Linked DNA regions of Zea mays: region 1 is linked to region 2. A link is a contact called in public Hi-C data. All regions are on one chromosome and are shown on one strand. Each heading gives the region's core, a stretch centred on a gene start, on an enhancer-like site or on the middle of the called end of the contact. The rest is flanking DNA. Distances are from core to core; before and after follow the strand shown. Region 1 holds the start of LOC541795 (voltage-dependent anion channel protein1b). Region 2 holds the start of LOC109940954 (F-box/SPRY domain-containing protein 1).

Region 1 (6,789 bases), core at 4,132-6,631, 290 kb before region 2:
AAAAGAAAGGGATGAAGGAGAAGAAGAAATTCTATAGAAAGACAAAAGGTGAGGCACATATTGGCAAGGAATGGGACTCGGACTGCTGCTCATCTGACTCTGATGATGAAGGACTTGTTGCCTCCGGCTTCGACAAGTCCTCTTCTTCCCCAACGAGCATCACACTTGTCTCCAACAGTTCTTAATTCTTAGGTTATTAACTTTTTGAAAATTATACTAACTCGATAGTAAATTCATCATTTCTATCACTTAAATCATTTAAAATGCATCACTTGTATACATATACGAACTCAATGGCAGACAAGTGAGTTTATGGTGTAATTGATGAGTAAAACAGGCTATTGGAAGTGTGAAATAACTCTCTAAGTTTAGAGTCTGAGTGTCTGTTTGGCAAAGCTTCGGCTCTGGCTTTTCTCTAGAAAAAGCTAGAGCCCTGCCAAACACCTTTTTAAAAAATGACTTACTAAGAAAAGCACTTAAAAGCCGGAGCCATTTTTGTACGACGAAGAAAAAGCCACAAATAGTAGCTTCATCAGCTCTAGCACTTTAATACATGAAAATAGCTATGGCTCTAGGGTAAGGCGTTTCTGGCAAACGATTTACAAAATGGTTTCAACTCTATAAAAAAAGTTTCTTTTCAGAAAAAAGTTAAGTTCTGTTTTTGGCAAATCAAAGCTATGCCCAATGGACCTCAAATATGAATATTTAAGAAGTTGATATATTTAAGAATCTTATTTAAGAAAATGTTAGAGCATAATTTTTTTGTTACTGACACCTTAAATTAAATTTAGGGAAGTTTTTGGAACCGGTGTAGATGCTCTAACTAGGTCATACTATTAAAGGTGCCCTAGTACCAATTCATATAATACCAAACATAACGTTGACAACCAATTGCATTCAGAAGTGAACGCATCTAAGCATAAACTGATTGGAATTTATGACATGAATTAAGTACAACACCAACAAAAAAACACATCAAACGATTGGATAAAACCCCGACACTACAAGACAAAATATATCAACCGATGACAAAGGGGTGTTTGTTTCAACTTATGGGGTGTTTGTTTCAACTTATTTACACTTCTGACCACAGCTGTTGTAAACTCTCAAACGTCTGGCTTCAGTCTACTTTTATGAGAATCGATTTGATAAAAACTATCTAAAATTAACGTGAATACAAAATCGGTAAGTCGCGACAGTAGAAATCCATCACTTTCTAAATTTAAATTATATAGACTTCTTCATCTTACTCTGCACATAATTCTCATGATGCTCTAATTCTTCTCACAACCATATTCTCCACAGATAAATTCTTAGATTATTAGAAAAGCTTGTCAGAAAAAAGATGAAACAAACCGGTCCAAAAAACGCAGTTAGAAAACTGAACCACCCCTACCTCAATTGACAATGTCACCATCAACCATTGTAAACAAGTTCAGAATTCTACTGGGCTCGAATTATTTTGGAAGTTGCTCATTTAACAGAGCGCTAAGCAGATGACCCAAAAATTTCCTCAATGAAACATTTCGCAGTTCATGAAATCAACAGACTGCAACGACCAAAAGATGCCGGTAACCCCAACAGTTTTGTTTTCCCCAGCTGACCTGATATGACCCAAACAGTCATGCTAGGACCTTAGAAGAAAAAATAGTCTTGATAATCAATCAGGGCTTGAGGGCCACAGCAATTCCAACCTTCGAGCTCTTCTCAATGGTCTTTGTATCGACCTCAGCCGAGATGGTGACCAGCGACTTTGGCCTCCACTCATGCTGGATCAGGACGCTGGCTTTGCCCGAGTTGTTGATGCGTGCCTTCAAGACGGTTAGTGGGTCCAGAGTGTGCTGCCCGCCAAAGGTGAGGGTGTTTTCATTGGTCGAGAAACTGTGGGTAAGCTCTGCCCCAACAGCTGTGTTTGTCAATTCGCTCACCTTGTGGTAGTAAGCTCCAGTAAGGTTGTCTCCCTTGTTGTTCCTGCAAGAGAAGGTTGGATAAGTTACAGAAAATTTGGATGTAACTGCAATAATAAGACGTTAAACGTCCTTAAAAATGGGATTATATCTGTTGAGGAACTATGACATCAATTTCATTTAATATAAGATTATACATAAGACTTTTGACTCAATTAGAAAAACAAAATGCTGAGCACCAAACCCTTACTGGAGGCACAGCTTAATATTAGCCATACTGCTACCAGCTTACTGCAAGAGATCCTTTTTTCAGTGAAACTAAAAACACTAGCAAAGTCAGTTACATTGACCAATTTCTGTACATGCAATAATCTGAGTGAGTTGCGAAAGGGCCTCTAACCTAGTGATTAAAGGCTTCCGAGTAACACCTCAGGGGCGAATTTTTCGGCTTGGTTAAAAAAATTCCCTCGTTGTGCCCCATCCGCTCTCGGTCTCGGGTTACGATGTCCTATGCGCCACCCTCCGGTTGGGCCGTTGCAGAGTTGACGGTTGACACCGGTCCGTTAGTGATGGGGGCCAGGGTTCGAGGATTTTCTCGGCAGGACCATTGTTTCGGTCTCTTCTTAATATAATACCAGCAAGACGGTCATTCCCTCCCCGGCTGAGTTTTTTTATAATCTGAGTGAGTTAGAAACTCATGTTTGTTGCAAACGTATATAAGTGAAGTAAAACCTTCTTTCAAAACTCCATTTGAGAAATGTCAGTGAGAAAAGGTGAAATGACGGTGACCGGTATATTAATATTTTGACTAATTTTATGCACTAAACCAGCTACAAAACAACTTGAAGTTGAGATGCATCAAGCAGGGATTTGCAATTAACCATCAATAAAGATATTACAGGTATCAAATAAGCTTAAGGGTTGTCAAACAACAGTCGCATACAGTGCCTAAATATATAAGATTGCTAACTTAGAAAACTCACATATTAAGGGATGCGATAAGGTCTTCATGAGTGAACATCAATCCAGCATTGTATTTGGTGAAGTTCCCAGTGGCAGAATCAAATGAGATTTCTGCACCAACTGCGAGAGCCTTAGTGCCAAAGGCAGCAGAGAGGTTGGCTACAGGATTGGCTGTCAGACTAACGCTTGCATTAACTCCAGCATAATCATGCAAATACTGAAGCTCAACCTGAAACCAGAAATAAATAAATGAATACATTTGAAGAATAAGGTTTGTTTGGTTCGCTGCCTAATTTGCCACACTTTGCCTAACTGTTCTGCCTAAGGTTAGTTCTTCAATTCGAACGACTAACCTTAGGCAAAGTGTGGCGCAGTTAGCCACGAACCAAACATGCCCTAAGCTTCCACTTAAGAAAAAATAAACTGAATTGGATTATTACCTTTCCAGATCTCTGATCAGGAACAGCAAAGCTTAAGATAGTCTTCAGTCCTGGTGTTGCAATCTCATTGACAGTAACTGTAGTAATGATCTGAACATCACATCAAGCAAGCAGTCAATAGAACTCAAACTTGAGAAAAATAACAGATCAACTAATTAGTCGCAGACCAAATTGTTGACCAACACAAATAGCATGCTTGATACTAGTTTGTTAGACTACAATTATGTGATATCATAAGAAATGAACATGTTACAGGTCCATTTTGAGCAAGGCATGCAATTTCCAGGGGTTAAGTATATAAATGTACATACAGAGAGAGAACGAGAGATTTACATTTGACTCTGAGTTTGCTTTCACATCTACGGTCATGTTCTTGTTCTTTATCTGTGAATGGATCTCACTGAAGATCAGGTCAGCTTTCTTTGTGCTAGTAGCAGTGACAGCCTGCATGAAAGAGTAACAGAGGATATTAAAAACATAAGAATTCGATAGTCATGCATGCAAATAATTCTAACAGAGTAAAAATTTTGGGCACAAACACGTAGGCAGCATTAAGAGAACAATCAAATATATACATGCACAACAAAAATTAGTTGTTAACACACACAGGCCTTACCATTTAGACCACAGCATGTATAGTTCCATATTCCAATACATAAATGGAGAAGGCAAGTTGCAAAAGTCATCATGAGTTGACAAACACAATTATGGTAACAGCACAACTGGAGTTCAATACAATCGTCTTTTCAGATGTTTGATACTTCAGTTATAGTTTGATTATTCTCAATTGTTTTAGGGGGGTTTGGTTTCTAAGGACTAATTTTTAGTCTCTTCATTTTATTCTATTTTAGTCCATAAATTATCAAATATGGAAACTAATATTTTATGGACTAAAATGGAATAAAATGAAGGGACTAAAATGGAATAAAATGAAGGAACTAAAAATTAGTCCCTAAAAACTAAACACACCCTTAGTTTAGTACAGATACATTTTTCCTAAAAGTCTAAAAGCCATCAAAACCTGCAGTTTACTCACATCCCAATTCCCAACCATGGAAGGAAATCCACCAAACCGCATTGACATATCGACATCGCTTAGCTCGCTCAGCTACTTACGATTATTACCCAATAATCGACTGCCCACTGTCCTCCTACTAATGTCCTCACAGTAACCACATAGTGCTAACACGTGTTACATCCTTGAAAATCAAGCCAACTCAAGGTTGCTACTATTTCACATCACCTCCCAATCCACCTATTCAAAACAAGCAGTGAAAGAGCATCACATATAAATGACACATTGCCGAATCCTATACCGTTCAGCAAAAAAAAAAAACTGAATAAAGAGATAGACGCAGAGCACAACTAAGCAGGACTGCAACAAGCAAGCACATAGGCGCAGCTGTGCAGAAAACTAATCTAACCAATCTCTTGTGTTGACTTCCGCTAACAAGCAACAATCCTTTGGTCTAACTTTCGCTACAAATCAGTCATCCGAACCCCCCAGGGATGCATACAATAGAAAAATCATGACAGCCACATCAACCAGATCCATTCCCAGTCCGACGAAATCACTGCAAAGCAACGCAGTACCACGAGGACCGAGGCTGAGGAAGTGCGGAAGAGGAGGGGTGTTTTGAAAGGAGCGGAGGACTTACAACGCCATTGGAGCTGTAGGTAGTGAGGGTGAACTTGTGGTCTGTCTGGTAGTCCTTGTACAGCAGATCTGCGAAAAAAACGAACCGAAAATGATAACCAAACCAACAAAAGAGAATAAACTAGCGAACTCCACCCATGATCCCCAGAGGATGAAAGGAATCCGTGGGGAAGGAAGGCGAGATGGACGGGCACCCACCCCTGGTCTTCTTGCCGATCTCGGTGTAGAGGCCTGGTCCGACCATCTTCTCGGCGGAGACGACGCGACGCGACGAGGTGTGGCGGCGTGGAGATGCTGCGGGGTGTGAGGATGATTTGGACGCGACGGTAAGGAGGCCGGGGACAATCCACAGACGGACCCAACAAAAGTTGAGAGGGCGACTATTTGGAAGTAGCGCCGGAAAATTAGGGCTGCGTTTGGAGCAGCTCCAGATGCTGGTCTTAAAGAATCGACTTCTGTCCTAATACACATCTCTAATACACATCTGTGTTTCCACCACGTCAAGAAGGCGTTTGGTTATGGACGCATTTTCATTTTTCAGAATCCAGACAGTGTATGAAATCTGGTAGTATTGACCAACTTCAGTAGACTCCCTCTCCTTATCCGTATTTAGCACGATCAACAGTATACAACGAGATCATATATCCATCCCCGTTTTCAGCTGACTATTCTACTCAGCATCCCCATTTTCCTTTGCGTTGAGGAGACAGACACCGGAGGGATCAGGAGTCTAAACATGCGGTGCGCATTTTGCACGGTCTTATGCAGAGTCTGTTGGAGCGCTAAACAGTAACTTACACCATAGGGATACATGGTCACATTGATCTTATCTAGTACTAGTATAGGTGTCTAGATGGCACCACATGTATTAGATTTTGTATCAGTTAGAAGAGAAGACATGGAGGAAACGAAAGGAGACGAAGGGACGCTTAAGATTTTTTGTGTCAGCTTGCGTAATCGATGTTTTTTAGCCAATTGTTCGTAAACATCTTTGTCTTTTCTCAAAGATTCCCTTGATTATCTCCTATTACCAGTGATTCACCAGGGAGATTTTGGTACATATAATTGTTGGCGTAGATCTGGGCAACACTAATCACTAGGGGTGTACCGCCTGGCGGTGCCCTCTACGGCGGCACGGACGGTTCGCGGCTCTGGACCGGACGGTCCACGACCTAGGCGCAGGAGTGACGTCTTCCCTGCATCGCACCGGACGGTCCGCGCACATGGTCGGACGGTCCGCGATGGCGCATGGTCGTCTTCCTCCTCCTCGCTGGAACCTAGACCTCGCCCCCTGGGAGAAGAGATCTTAGGGCGCCCTGGGTCGACAGGTCACCCGGGGCGTCCCCAGATGACATGGAGTCGTCTATGAATTAAGAGATCAATTCGAAGAAGAAGACTTCAATGGACAACTAGATCTTGCCCCCCGGGAGGGGTAAGATCTTAGGGTCGTCTTGGGTCGGCAGACCACCCAAGACAGATCTAGACGACGTAGAGTTGAATAAGGGTGGAGGTGGATATGCGGAAGGCTACAACTAGAACTACACTACATCTACTCCTAGGGCAGGAATGATAAAGAAAGTAATTGATTCGATTGGAATGTGTTCGATGGTTCTCAATCGGCCATACCCCTTCATATATATATAGGGGAGGTCTAGACCCGTTCCTAAGAGATAGCTAACAAACCCCACGTGATTAGATGGATAACCACGCATGGGATAAGGATAATCACCCGAGCTAATCTAATCGCGGGGACACGGACCATCCGGGCCCTAGGGCCGGACCATTTGCCACTTTTGGTGCTCAACACATGCCTTTTGGTGGA
Region 2 (6,658 bases), core at 2,372-4,871:
TCTGAACCTGTATATTTGCTTTAGTTTGTGTTGGCATCAATCACCAAAAAGGGGGAGATTGAAAGGGAAATAGGCTTACACCTTTTCCTAATTGATTTTGGTGGTTGAATTGCCCAACACAAATAATTGGACTAACTAGTTTGCTCTAGACTATAAGTTTTACAGGTGCCAAAGGTTCACAATAAACCAATAAAAAGACCAAGAAAGGGTTCAAACAAAGAGAGCAAAAGACAGCCAAAGTGTGCCCTGATCTGGCGCACCGGACTGTCCGGTGTGCCACCGGACAGTGTCCGGTGCACCAGGGAATTCCAGTTTGAACTTGCCACATTTAGGATTTCTGGGAAGCGCTCCGCTATAATTCACCGGACTGTCCGGTGTACCACCAGACTGTCCGGTGTGCCAGCGGAGTAACGGCTACACAGCGCCAACGGTCATCTGCAACGGCAGTTAATGCGCTACAGTGAGCGCAGAAGTCAGAGCAGAGCTAGAAGGCGCACCGAATAGTGAACAGTGACTATCCGGTGCACCACCGGACTGTCCGATGGCCCAGCTGTCAGAAGCTCCAACGGTCAGAACCCAACGGCTGGGTGACGTGGCTGGCGCACCGGACTGTCCGGTGCACCATGCAACAGCAGCCTCCACCAAACGGCTTTGTGACCACCTCAATGGGGAGTAGGTTTGCAAGAACCGAAACTCGGTAAAACAAATCACCGTGTCATCCGCTCTTATTCGCTTGTGATTTGTTTTCGCCCTCTCTTTCAGACTCGTTTATATTTCTAACGCTAACCCCGGCTTGTAGTGTGTGCTTAAGTTTATAAATTTCAGATTTGCCTATTCACCCCCCCCCCCCCTCTAGGCGACTTTCATCCACAATTGCATCTACATATACATATAGGCAAAAAAAATATTCATAAGATAACTAGACAACCTAGATTATCCTCCATTAAAGTATATCTATTTTAAATAGATTCATCTTATCTTAAAGATTCTACCTTGTACAATAGATTCATCTTATCCTAACCATGATCTAACCCAAATTAAGTAGATCTTATCTAGTCTAATCTTGCCATACCAAGCTAATCTAGATCCTATCTAATCTAGTATGAAGTACTTAACAGGTTAGTTAGTACTGCTTAAATAAGATTAGACTCTATTCATACAAATTGCTTTTCGACCAAACTCACTTAAATCTAAATTGGTGCCCTAGACTAACTTGACCATATGCAACTACCTTACCCATCAGATGGTTGCATAACCCCTCTGTTTCAAGCTAACAACAAAATAGAAATTCTGACCAACCTACCTTAGGGAATCTATCCTACCCCCAATTATCTTACCACATGTCCATATCTTGGATGAAGACACCAAGACCGAAGGAGGTCAACCTCGACGATGAAAGATATGAGTAGAACCAGATCTTTATATGAATCAAGACCCACCATTCCTGATGGAATCTTCCCTTACCCTACTCTTTCTTACCACACCTATCTATGCTTTCAAGACATCATTTATCCTACATAATGAAGTGGCTATACCTATAGATACCCATGCTTTCCTAATCACCTGATAATTTGTGATATAGAAAAAAAATCGTTTGGCAATAAAACAAATTAGAAACTAACCTATAGACTACAAACCAAACTTGTTGCATCCTCTTTCTATTAATCTCGAGGACGATATTATTTTTAAGGGGGTAGAATTTGTAACACCCAAAATTCTATTTTGGGATTTATAAATGTTTCTCTAAAAGATTAAGAAGTAAAATGTCTCCTTGTATTTGTTAGAATTCAGTTTAAAAGTATATAAGAAACAAACAATTAGTAAAATATTGAGTTTTAAAAAATAACCTTTAAATTGACTGCATAATAAAGACAATGATTTCTTTTTAAAAAAATATATAAGTTTGTGCAAAACATGTTTAGAAGCATCTATAAAATGATTAAATAAAAATATTTCACTTTGCATTGGCATGCGGAGTTTCTTTGATTGTTCATAAGATAAAGGTGAAACTTGAAGCTCAAAAAATTTTAATTCAAAATTTGAGAAGTATAAATTCAAAATATGTAAGGCCCAAAATTTGTATAAGGAATTTTTTAATAATAATTAAATAAATATATGAAGAGATAAATTAGTAAATTCAGTTATCTCAAATTATACTTGAGTGTTGAAAATTGAGAACTGAATTTTGAAAATCAGGAATTATTTTAGAACAGTAATAGAAAAGTTTTCTATTCAACTAAATGATTATGCATATCATTAAACGATGCACCATAAGCATTTATCTACAAGAATATTTAATTTTTAAGTAACTTTTACTTCTTATCCCACATTCAAAATACTATTTTTTCTAAAAAGAAAGAAAACAATATGAGTGTGTTTCATATTTCAAACATCTACCAAACAAATAAAATAATTAAAATAAACATATATCTATTGTATCATGTTGGAGTTTAATTACGTGTGCATATATTAGTAATAAAAATCTATAGAAAGACATCAATGTTCAAATTGGAAATTTAATCCTAAATTAGGAATTCTAGAATTGGAGATAGAGAAGCATTAGTGATTACAAAATAAATATCAAAAATAAATAAATTCACCATGCCATGTTTAAGTTGGGCAATTAATGTGAAAATAAATCTACCACAAAATTTGTATTTAAATGGGAATTTAAATTTGAATTTGAAAAAATTAGAAAGAAAGAAATGAGAAAACACTACATAAAAAATAAGAATAAACATCTTCCAATGCTGGTATGTTCAAATTGTGCATTTAATTTGAGTACAACAGATTCACAACATTATTTGAATTCAAATTGGAAATTCACAAATAAAAAGGAAAATGAAATAGGAAATAAAAGAAAAGAAGAAAATCGTAATATGCTTCACGGGCTCAAACTCGCGAGCCGACCCATTATCCCTCTCGCAAACCAGACGTGCGCGCCGTTGCCTTGGGCCCACCAGTCAGCCTCGCCAGCTCATGTGCGTGTCACAGTAAATACATACGCGTAGCACTGAAAACCAGCCACAACACATCAGAAAACTTTAGACCTATTTGTTCTCGACTAACTATGCTACAACTTAACTAAGATTAGTTAGTCAAATTGAAAAATTAACCACAGACATAAAGAGTTAAGACAAAGTGTGGCAATTAGTTCATTCTTAGTGATGAGTTTCATGCATTGTTTTCACATCAGATTTAAACTATGTAACCATGTATACAAAGCTTTATACCCATGAAACTCTACCGTTTCCTATGAAACTCTCTCTATATTTCTCCTCATAATTACATTGTTAAGTCACTAAGCATAATGATATGTTATCGTATTTAATGAGTATGAAACTTATATTGAGAATAGCTTTATGCATCGAACCAAACAAGCTCTTAGTTCCACGTTAATGTGATGGCGTGTGAAGTTCACTCCTAGCCAGAAAGATTTTTTTTTGCCAGCTCTAGTTCTAGCTCTGTCTCCACAAAAAGAGGAAAAGCTGAAGTGTTCCATTTCTTCTTTTCACTGTGGGCCTAAATTTTGGCCTAAAAATTAACCAGCTGAATATATAGGACATATTTCATGTCAAAAAAGAAACACAAAGTCCTCTCCTAAGAAAATTATGTCATCCTCTTGGTACAGCATAAAAAAAGACAGAAGAGAAAAAGAAAATTTATGTTAGCATGAACGGTTTCAGCGGTTTTATCCACGGATCACCTCATGTATTCTGTCCAGACAAACAACCATCAACATCTCGTCGCGTCAGAATCAGATGGCATTTTTTCCCCTCCTCCCCTCGTCGACGAATCGAGTTTGGATCCGTGGCGTAACCAATCCCAATAAAAATCGCCGCCTCCAATTCTTCAACCTCGGTGACACCAGAAGCAGAGGGGTTGCGAATTGATCGAGGCTTTCTGCAGCCCACTTGTCCACTCCAACACAAGAGCCGGGGCGGCGGATCGGCCATGGCGCCGCCACGGCAAGGGGGGGAGCAGGCGGAGGCGGGTGTTCGCGATTCGGCGCCGGCGCTGCGGCCCCCCGCACACGTGATGGCGCGGGTGTTCTCGCAGCTCGACTGCGTCGACCTCCTTAGCTGCTCCCTCGTCTGCAAGTGAGTTTCCCCGCCCTCGCCTCTCTCCTTCTCCCCACGCGCGCGCGTTGATCGATGAAATGCCCCCGTGCTGTGCCTCCCTCTGTCTCGGGTGTCTCGGTGCGGCTGTAACGGTTCATCCTGTGTGTTAACCTGTGTGGTAACCTGACTGATCACCTGACCAAATCCATTTACTGATCTTCCTATTCAGTGTACGTCTATGGCTGCAGCATCTTTGATGCTACTGGAGTTGGTATCTGGATGATATCATAGATTCATAGTAGATTATATAGCTTTCTTCCCTGTGCATGCATACTGGTTACTAGATGAAAGAGCTCGTGTTACGTTATGCCACACTCCTCTCTTCCGAGTAGAACATGCCTTCACACCCAAATTCTGCATATCCTTCTAGAGACCAGCTGTGAGTTGGGCTCTGAACGTTTCTTCCATGTTCAATTCGATTGAACATGACTGTTTTGATTAGCTGTTCTGTTCTGTTTATTTTTTATTTCTCACAATTTACTGGCTGCAGCGTGAGTTCGTCTAGTATTGGTAAAACCTTCTGCTGTTGGCAGAAACAGAGTCTCACTCTACAAATACTGCACCAAACCCTGATCTGTTCTATTCCCTTTTCCTGCAAATGAACTGGGGAAACAATGTTCAGTAGCTCACACTTGTGTTCTCAAACCTGCTCATCGTTCTGTGGATCACCAGGCAATGGTACCGTGACTCCGCGGAGCTGAGAGAGGACTGGAGGATGGAGTACCTGGACGCTTGGAACCAGTTCGGGTTGTCGGTGACGCGCGAGCCGCAGCCGCTGTGCGCTACTTGCGCGATCAGAAGCCTGCGTAGCCTGTGCCCTTGACCTTGGCTTGGCACCTTGCTGCTCTCTGCATCCATGCGCCTGTAATTTTGATCAGGCAGGTTGTTGGTGCGCTCATGAGCTGCTTGTGTCGAGCTCGTCGTTGTGTAATTGCAATTTGTAGCTACATTGGTGCATACTTGTGGGTGTCCAGTTGCAAGTGTAAGTACATGTTTGTTGGGTGATGGGTTGTATACCTGACTTATATAAGGAAACTTGTATTAGAATTGACTTACCAAAAGCTTGGCCAATATCATTCATCAGTACAGAGTGCTTTTCCATAACAAGAATTACTGCTAGTATTTCTTGAATGAAGCTTATTGTACACCCAAGTTTGGGCATCATGCCAACCTGAATGGATAGAGATTAGAATCTCTTAATATGAGGACAAGTAAAAAAACGTGATGCATTTGAACTCTCTGTCTCTGAAATCAAATGAGTAAACTCATGTCACCATAAACTCCCTGTTCAACAGCTTGCTGATATCCACTGAAGAACAGAAGTAGCAGGCGAAGAAATATTCAGCGAAGGCAAGTAGTGACATACTATAGGTCTGTTTGGTTCACTGCCTAACTTGCCACACTTTGCCTAACTTTTCTGCCTAAGGTTAGTTCTTCAATTCGAACGTGTAACCTTAGGCAAAGTGTGGCGCAGTTAGCCACGAACCAAACATGCCTTATATAAACTAGATCTGACAGGAAGAGAAGATAATTAGGCCATGTTTGGTTTCAATTAGTCCTAGTACTAAACTTTAGTCCCTACATGTTTGGTTTTAGGGACTAAACAGATTCTAAAGTTATTAAATACAATGTCCAAAGACTCAAATGCCCTTATAATATACTCATAATATTAGTTATCCATAAAAAAGGTAAGGGCAACATGATAATTATGGGCTTTTAGTCTCTTTTAGCACCTATGTGAAGGACTAAAGACTAAATCATTTTAGTCCATATTTTAGTCCTAGTGTTTGGCAAAAAAGGGACTAAATGAGACTAAAAACTAGAGAATAATATTTAGTCCCTCTAACCAAACACCCCCTTAATCCACTCCTATTCAGTGAGAAATGCAAGTAGGAGGACATACTATAACTAGACACGTCAGGAAGAGAAGATTACTCATGTTCAGTGAGTTTCTTTGATCATAGGGGGTAAAAATGCAGATCGAATTGATATGGGCATGTGCAGACAAGGGTAGCATAATGTCGTTTTAGGGCTTGTTTGGGACAGTTTTTTTTGTGAAGAGTTTTTTTTCTAAAAAACTAGATTTCTGGATAATCTAGCTTTCACAGATATTTGGATATCACAGACGAAGGAGTATACACGGTTTAGGATTTAGGAAGAGGTAGAATTCCTCCCGCCGCGATGATGACTTAGTGGATTATGTATTCGCGTTGATTTAGACGGTTTTCATAGAGACAATTCCCATAAAACGGACCAGGAAGTAAAGTGTTTGGCTGCCAGAAACCAATTCCATCAGTCAGAATCTAGCCAGAAGCCGTAACAAAGTTACCCTAAATTGAGCATCTCTAAGAGACTAGCTAAATGACTCGTCAAACCAAACTTTGGCTACTCTAGCTATCTGACTCATCAAGCTATCTGACTCTTTAAATTAGCTCTCTTATTAGCTAAATTTGGTTAGTCATCTAACTAGCCAAACTAGATAGATAGTCTGTTAGAGTGAGATGCTACATATAAAGTGTAATCTTTATAAAAAGACA

Evidence for each region. Hi-C and Micro-C count contacts between places; a contact is called where the count stands out from the background.
Region 1: a contact with region 2 is called in a Hi-C map of leaf, with 6 times the contacts expected there. The contact joins the promoter of LOC541795 here to the promoter of LOC109940954 in region 2. A contact is called at or near these places in 11 of 25 Hi-C or Micro-C datasets (bundle sheath, ear, endosperm and 3 more) and 2 of 3 datasets of contacts at active chromatin or transcription factors (leaf and seedling).

What each region holds. Positions count from the first base shown.
Region 1 is chr7:102,141,178-102,147,966 of Zm-B73-REFERENCE-NAM-5.0, reverse strand. It overlaps LOC541795 (voltage-dependent anion channel protein1b), which reads right to left and starts at 5,381. Exons shown (of 6, transcript NM_001111478.2): 1 at 5,166-5,381; 2 at 4,969-5,036; 3 at 3,644-3,754; 4 at 3,311-3,400; 5 at 2,891-3,099; 6 at 1,480-1,971. The coding sequence starts at 5,211. The coding sequence ends at 1,665.
Region 2 is chr7:101,846,514-101,853,171 of Zm-B73-REFERENCE-NAM-5.0, reverse strand. It overlaps LOC109940954 (F-box/SPRY domain-containing protein 1), which reads left to right and starts at 3,621. Exons shown (of 2, transcript XM_020541360.2): 1 at 3,621-4,100; 2 at 4,794-5,231. The coding sequence starts at 3,955. The coding sequence ends at 4,944.